2 separate regions of the Zea mays genome follow, and region 1 is linked to region 2. The links are chromatin contacts, called in public Hi-C maps. All regions are on one chromosome and are shown on one strand. The core of a region is the stretch at or near the end of the contact, and the rest is flanking DNA. Distances in the headings are between cores, read along the strand shown.

What was found. A called contact is a pair of places that touch in the nucleus more often than the background predicts.
Region 1: a Hi-C map of leaf shows a contact between it and region 2, with 7 times the contacts expected there. The contact joins the promoter of LOC100276653 here to the promoter of LOC103647557 in region 2. A contact is called at or near these places in 2 of 25 Hi-C or Micro-C datasets (endosperm and leaf).

The regions. Positions count from the first base shown.
Region 1 is chr2:197,013,751-197,017,943 of Zm-B73-REFERENCE-NAM-5.0, reverse strand. LOC100276653 reads left to right here and starts at 1,925. Exons shown (of 2, transcript NM_001350171.1): 1 at 1,925-2,408; 2 at 2,565-3,235. The coding sequence starts at 2,071. The coding sequence ends at 3,018.
Region 2 is chr2:196,820,783-196,824,508 of Zm-B73-REFERENCE-NAM-5.0, reverse strand. It overlaps LOC103647557 (pathogenesis-related thaumatin-like protein 3.5), which reads right to left and starts at 1,533. Exons shown (of 3, transcript XM_008672076.4): 1 at 1,000-1,533; 2 at 644-899; 3 at 1-518. The coding sequence starts at 1,489. The coding sequence ends at 275.

The sequences.
Region 1 (4,193 bases), core at 676-3,175, 190 kb before region 2:
TAATTCCTCCTCCAATGAACCATTTCCGGTAGACATCTTCTCTGTCTTTCTCGCCGGATTTCTGACTGGCTTTTCTCCTTCCCTGATGTTGACGGCGGTGGTTCACGACGAGTCCTTCTCTGGTTTCTTAGATGTCGACGGTGGTGGTTCATGGCGAGTCCTTCTCTGGTTTTTTGGATGTCGGTGGTGGCCTCTCTCGACAGTTAGAGACGGGTGCTGATAACGTGTTTAGAAAGTATTGCTTGAGAATGAATCTCTGATCTCTGTATTCTATTAACATAAACAATATATACATAGTGAACGTACGGCTTCACGCCCGCACATCCGTTCGGTTGAAAAGCACGTTTACTTTATGCGTTTACATTATTGTTAATTAGGATTAAGGGAATGGGTAACCGCTAATCTTCTAGAGACTTCTTGTTCTCTCTGGATCTTCTGGAGACTTCTTATCTCTGGATGAGATCATCCACCGTCTATTTTCATTTAACAGTGAGATCGACGAGTGGGTTTGCACAGCAGTACACGGAGGACTCTGGAGGGATATCCATTGACATCGTAGCAGCAGCCAGGAGAAGATTGCAGGAAAAACTAACCAACGATGCGGCGGTCACACAGGATTTTTCTCTCGAGACGCTCGCGACGATGTCAATGACATTTCAAAGGAATGAACGCAAGAAATTGAATGTATCGTTATAGTTGGCAGGACCGCAAGATAAACTAAGAACCTAGATACTCTAAACTCAATGGTGGTAACCCTCGAACACTATCGTCTTCTTTTCTCAACTCTATTTCCTTAACTCCAGGGGCGGACCCAGTAAATAATGGGACTGAGGGTATACTTGCAAAGATAAGCGCTAGAATACTAAAGAAAAGGTCTCTAAGTTAGTCTGAGCAAGGGACCTCATTAGTAAAAATCTAGACACTACTACTTACAACAGAGAAATGAGCGGGGGCATGCGCCCCCACTCGCATCAACGTAGGTCCGCCCCTACTTAACTCTATAGCAGATATATTCTGAACGTACCTTTTAAGTTGGTCAAAGTATCTCTCAGAGGATGTACAACCCTAACACTACCGTACGATACTCTAAATATAAGATATAACTAAAACACAATACAATACAATGTGCGTGTCTAAAACCTATATTTTACTATATCTACTGCACCAACCAGAGCATTCAATAAATTAAATTGACCAATTAGCTATTCCTCGTCTCGAGCATAAAGCCAAGATACAATGTCTTCGTTAAGATACATGTCTTATTTTTTTTACATTTGTCCCCTTAAACACACTTGAAGACACGGCTCAAGACATCCGTTATACATGTTCTCAACAAGCAATGTGGGATTAACCTTTAACTATCTAGCATTTAATATGGACCATCCCATTTATTCGAGCAAAAACACTACTCACAAGGAGATCTAGTAGCCACTGAAAAAATATCGGCTAGAGAAAGCCATCGAGTAACACATGTTTACACTACACCATAAAAAACCGTGTATTATATAAGTATATAACTATACAGAACTTGCTAAAAGAAAAAAAAAATATCAAGACGGCATTGTGATACTTGCTATCAATAATTACGTCCTCTCATTGGTTTTTTTGACTTGCTATGGATGTGTTGAGGTGTGAGTGTAATACAGTGGTTGGATAACTTGAGATATGGCACTATGGCAGTGATACATTGGGATACGGTGCCACATTACTGACCTTGCTCGCGTGCAATTGGAAAATTGGAATCAATCGCGCAACAACAGTACAGCACACATCGCGTGTATTTCGTGGTTTGGCTGCAGAAGATCCTGGAGCTTTGCTACCTCTTTCAGCGACCTCCACACCCAGGTTGCGTCGTGGTCCTTGCTCTTATCCTATCCTGCCTACTGCCTGCGTTTATCTTCTTCTCTCTTTCCCCTCTCTGGCCCTCTCTCTCATTTTCTCATCATACAAGTTGTTGAGTTCCTGTCCCTGTTCTTGGACGGACACATATCCAATCCACCCGAGATTTGCTCAATTTACTCCAGACACACTGGCAACGACCGGACCGTCGAACCTCGCGTCTCTGGCGACATGTCGACGGCGGTGGCGGAGGCGCGGCCGCGCTACGGGTTCCCCGGATCCGGGAAGGGGGGCAGCGGCGGCGGCGGCGGCGGGCATGGGAAGGAGGCGGACATGGCGGCGGTCGGGAAGAGGAGGAGCGACGGCTTCTTCATAGAGGAGGTGGCGGAGGAAGAGGTGCTGACCGATACCTCCTCGGTCGGGGCGCCGTCGCCGTCGGGCTCGTCGATCGGTGAGAACTCGTCGTCGGAGGCCGGCGGTGACGACGTGGACGAGGAGGTCGAGAGCAAGCTCAAGGAAGATGACGCGCTGGATTGCTTGGACGCGCTCGAGGACTCCTTGCCCGTGAAGTGAGTTCGTAAAAGTTTTTTTTTTTTTGGTTTCCGTCTTGGATCGCTCATGCTATTTCGCTTGCTTTTGCAAAATGGGATCTTTTTTTTATTCAAAAGGATGATTTTTTGGGGGCCTATTAACTGGAAACGCTTTAAATTTGGTTGGTCAGGAAGGGCCTCTCGAGCTTCTACTCCGGCAAGTCCAGGTCGTTCACCAGCCTCGCCGAGGCCACGTCGACGGTGGCGGCGGCCAAGGAGCTGGCGAAGCCGGAGAACCCGTTCAACAAGCGGCGCCGCATCCTGGCCAACTGGTCCAGGCGAGCCTCCTGCAGCTCGCTGGCCACGGCCGCCTACCTGCCCCCGCTCCTGGGCCCCGACCACGCCGTCGCCGAGGGGGACGAGGGCGAGGAGGACGACTCCGACTCCGACGACGTGGAGTGCAGCCAGCTGCCGCCGCCGCACCGCGGAAAGAACGTCCGGGACGCGCGGGCACTGCCACCCCTTAGACTCGGCGGTGCTGGGATGCGGCGGAGGAACGGGCCGAATGGCGGCCTCGGGAGCTTCAGATCCCCGAGGTCCTTCTCGCTGTCCGATCTCCACAGCAGCGCTGAGGGGGAGTAGTGATTAGCAGCCGCAGATCTGCTTCCAGCTCTGGCCTCCTCTCTTGGCCACCACCAGTAGAGATGTAGTAGTAGCCACTTACTATATGGTTCCGGTGTATAAGATCCAAGTCTGTTGTGTTCATCCTCCTGGCTTCCGTTTCTTTGACCTCACAAGTCACAAGAAGTGCATCGACTGACCTAACAAATACTCTATCCGTTCCTTTTTATTTATCACGTTTTAGTTTAAAATTGAATTTGGCGGACGCAGTAACAACCTTCAGGATATCATTAACAAATGAAGATCATGGTGGGGTTAGCTGCCTTTGGTTATTTTGTTGCTGTGGCATGATCCGCTCGATGAGGGTATCCGATGATTGCACTCTGACACAGGTCGATTGCCAACTGACCGTAGGCAGCGCTAAATAACGCCAAACATGGAGAGAAGAGAGAACAGCAACGAGTTGCCACATAAAACAAATCCGAAGTGAGTGCCAAAAACCAGTGCGGAGTTCCTTTCGTTCTGGTGCGTGAATCGACGTCGTTCTTGACGGCCCTGCCACATTGTTTCCATACACAAAAAATCACGTTTTTTTTTGGCGACTGAGTAGTATTTGAACAGACGGAGGGTGGCGACTGAAGGATCCTGTTCTGGTTGTCTTATCCCCTTATCTTTTGCTCTTCGATTGATGTCCTAATCCTTACACTTGCATCTTCCGTGTGAGGGAAAATGTGATAATTATATTTTATACTAGCTTTGGTGTCGGGGAAGGAGAGAGAGAGAGTGTGTGTGTGGGGCCGGGAGATGACTGTGCATTTGCAATGTGATCTTATCCTGTTGCGCGATTGGCACTGGAAATTATTCCGCGTTCGTACGATGGATTAGCTCGCTACCTTATCCTGCAGTATTCTTTGCTTGGACATTTCAATAGCTGGTAGTTGGGGCCCCCCGTCTTTCCAACCTGGGGATTGAAATGTTAGGTCAGCTCTGGCCTCTAGCGGGACTTAGGTGGAAGTAGTGTTCTTTTTTTTTCCTCCTTTGATATAAAAAGTTACTACGTTCATAAACCAAATAAACATGTGATCGGAATTTTCGACGTTAGTCGGAACACCACTCGAGTGTGTTAGCCTCAACGAAATCAAGAACCGGATGCCGGATGGTGACAATTTTTGAAACGGTAAGAATGTCCAGTGTTCTTTATCG
Region 2 (3,726 bases), core at 284-2,783:
TTAGCCGCTGAAAATCAGCTATTGTTTAGATCATCAGCTAATGTCTTATCTACCACCCAACCAATACTTAGCTATTAGCCAGCCGGTTTCTCTCATCAGCTCGAATGGCACAGAACTAAATGCCAGAAAAGGCCCTCTTCAGCCTCTCGATCGGGCGGTCTTTTCGTCGATCCAGAAGCCATAACTGCTAACATGCATGTTCACCAGTCATCAGATCGATCTTCCATTAATTTCTTCGTCAAACTCTTCTCGAGAAGGCATTGCATGAACAAGATCAGCCGAGCGCCTTCAGAGAAAAGGAGACGAGCACTAGCAAGAGCCACGGCTGCATGCATCTTTTGCTGCTCGCGGACGAGGTTGTCGTCGCCGGCCAACGAGAACCTCCGCCGCCGTAGTTGTAGATCGGCGGTTTGTAACCGCCATTGTTGCTGTAAATCGGCGGCGCACCGGCACTGCCATCGCCGGTGCTCTGGCCATCCATCTGAGCTCCGAGAAACATCGCATCCGACTTCTTTATCCTGAAGGGACAAGTGATGGGTGATGAGAACAAGCAGTCAAGCAGCAAGCAAATACATGCGTGATGACGTGCTGTCGACCCGTCGTACGTTGTAACAAGTCGGTTTATATAATAAATAAATTATACCCGGAGGTCGGGAGGCAGAAGGCGATGGTGTAGTCCAAGGCCTTGCAGGTGAAGGTGCTGGTGCTGTCGTCGTAGGCGTAGCTGTACGCGCGCGGGCAAGCCGACTTGAAGATGGACGAGTACACCGTCGGGTGGCACGCGTCCGGCGTCCCGTACGCGCCGCTGCAGCAGTACCTGTCCTGCCCGAACGCCTCGCACGCGCTCCGGCAAGCGATGGCGCCGCCGCCGCAGTCCACCTGCAGCTCCGTCGGGCACGCTGCCGAAACGAAAGCCACGTACGGTCAGTCGGCCGGTAAAGGCTGTCTTTGGAGTAGAGTAGGGAGTAGGGACCCGACAGCTAGCGGCACTGCACTCACAGCGGTTCAGGTCGGCCATGCATCCGGTGGCGTTGCACGCGCCCTGGCGCGCCCGCGGGATCGCGACGACCGGGAGGTTGTAGCCGTCGACGAGGCTCACGTCGTAGAAGTCCAGCTGGCCGCCGCCCTGCCCCAGGGTGACCTCGAACAGCGTGGCCGGCGGCGTGGCGCCGGACCCGCGGCACTCCACCCGCCCGCCGCAGTCGCCCGTCTGGCACACGCCCGCGCCTTCCGCGTCGAACACGCACCCTGTCCGCGCCCATATCCGCCCCGACCACCCCGCCGGCGCCGCGAGCTGGGCCGTCTGCCCAGGCTCCAGCTTGAACCCCGTCGTGGAAAGCTGCGACGTGCCGGCCCCGGCGAGCGTCCCCGGCCATATCGGGTGGGGGCAGTAGTTGGAGATAGTGAACGTCATGGCCACCGAGACGTGGTGCCACTGCACGAGCACCAGAGCAAGCAGGCACAGCCGGCGAGCTCTCGGTTCTCCCATGCTACTGATTTGGGTGTGGCAAATCTGCCAACCGATGTGAATCCGAGGGAGAAAGGGGAATGCATTGGGGGCATCCTTGAGAGATTTAAAGCTCGAGGCACGCGACTGGTGGCGAGGGAAGCAAGCCAGGTGCTACCAAGACAGTGGCTTTTCTTGGTGAGCTTGGTTTAGCATGTCGCGTGGATATATGCGGTGGCCTGGGGAAGAAGAAATACCTTTTGGGATGCGATAAGCTGACGATGTTAACGTGAATTGTTTGGCCCATGCGGGTAAAGCTTGCGATTATGTATATGCCTTAATTCCTGGCCAGATATACTTTGTTCTGCCGATCTGAACAAATCAGCGTGAACATTACTGAGAACTCAACTCTTGTCCCAACTTGGACAGGATGCAATTTTTTTTTTTTGAAGGAAATGGCAGGAGCTCTGCCTAATCATTAAAAGGAGATAGTTCAGAAAATACACTGTACAGGTCCGAGGACCGAGATAAGACAGACTAGCAAACACAACGTGAGGAGCGCTCCCAACAGACCCGCACAAATCCGCGAAACCAATGCAGCAACCCTAATACTGGAGGAACATGGCTCTCTTGAAAGTGCACACGTCCTCTTTAATCTTCAAGGCTAATTGGATAGGGGTGAGGGCGCTGTTTTCGAATATCCTCCGGTTTCTCTCCTTCCAGATGTTCCACAGGGTGTATATCATGAGGCCGTTGAAGTCACGCTTTTGGTTCTTTGGGAGCGGGGAGGATGTAGCTTCCCACCAGTCTTTTATGCTGGAGAAGTGAGTAGGGTCAGCCTGGGCCAGGAGGCTCAAGCCCTCCCAAACTAGAATCTGACGCCACACCGCCCGGGCAAAAGGGCAATGCAAACAGAGGTGGGGGCCGGTCTCCAAGGGACCATTGCAGAGGGAGCAGTTTGGTTGGTGCGGCCAACCCCGAGTGGCCAGATTGTTAGCAGTGAGGAGCTTGTCCTGTAGAAGAATCCAAGCAAAAATCTTGCACTTTTGCTCTGCCCGTGCCCGCCAAACAAAATCAGAATTAATGTGGCTGTACGACCCAATGAATTGTGCATTGTAGGCTGATTTTACCGTGAAGACACCGTCGGGGTTCCATTTCCAGGCAATGGAGTCCGGCACCTGTGGTTGGAGGTGGAAATCATGGAGTCTAAACCAGAGGGAGACGAATTCCTCAATCTGCACCGTGGAGGTAATCTTGCCTCTCAACGACCTGATCCAATTCCCGTCATTGATCTCAATGGCAACTGACTTGTTCTTTCTTGAGACTAGCTCGAAGAGGTGTGGTGCTAGGTTTCTTGGCGCCATGCCATCAAGCCAACTGTCGTGCCAGAATTTGGTTGTCTTGCCATCTCCAACGGTGACGATGGTGGAGGCGCTAAAGAGGAGCCTGTCCGCAAGGTTACAAGGCACATCAAACCCTTTCCAAGGATGATCCTCTGTCGTCCAGCTCTTCCAAAGCCACCTTAGCCGGAGGGCGCAGCTGAATTTGTCGAGGTTGAGAATGCCCAGACCGCCTAGGGTTTTGGGCTTGCAGACTAGTGGCCAAGCCACAAGACAATGGCCTCCATTTGATTCAGCCTTTCCTCTCCAGAGGAAGGAGCGGCGGATCCTATCGATGCGTTTACGGGCCCATGTCGCGAGGGGAAAGACCGACAAGTGGTATGTGGGCATAGCGGACAGGACGGAAGACATAAGCGTGAGACGACCAGCCCGATTGAGCATGCTTCCTTTCCATCCGGCCAGACGGTTCTGGATTTTCTCGATCAGAGGTTGGACATGAATTTTCTGGAGCGCCCGGGTGTGAAGTTGGAGGCCTAGGTAACTACACGGGAAGGTCCCCCTGGTCCCTTGGAATGGCTGGAGCACGTGGTCTAGGTCTATGTTATCACATCTTATCGGGTGGATAGAGCTCTTCTCAAGGTTGGTGACCAGGCCCGAGGCACAGCCAAAAGCGTGCAGGATGTCTTTGACCGCCAGGAGGTCTTCTCTAGAGGGGTTGATAAAGATAGCAGCATCATCGGCATAGAGAGAAGTCCTCAGTTTTGCTGTAGTTAGCGGAATGGGGGAAAGGATCCCATTTCTGGCTGCAAGGTCCAGGATACGCTGCAGCGGATCAATGGCAAGGATGAACAACATAGGGGAAAGGGGGTCTCCCTGCCTAACCCCCCTCCTGTGCTGGATGGTTGCTCCTTGTCGGCCATTGAGGAGGGCTCGAGACGA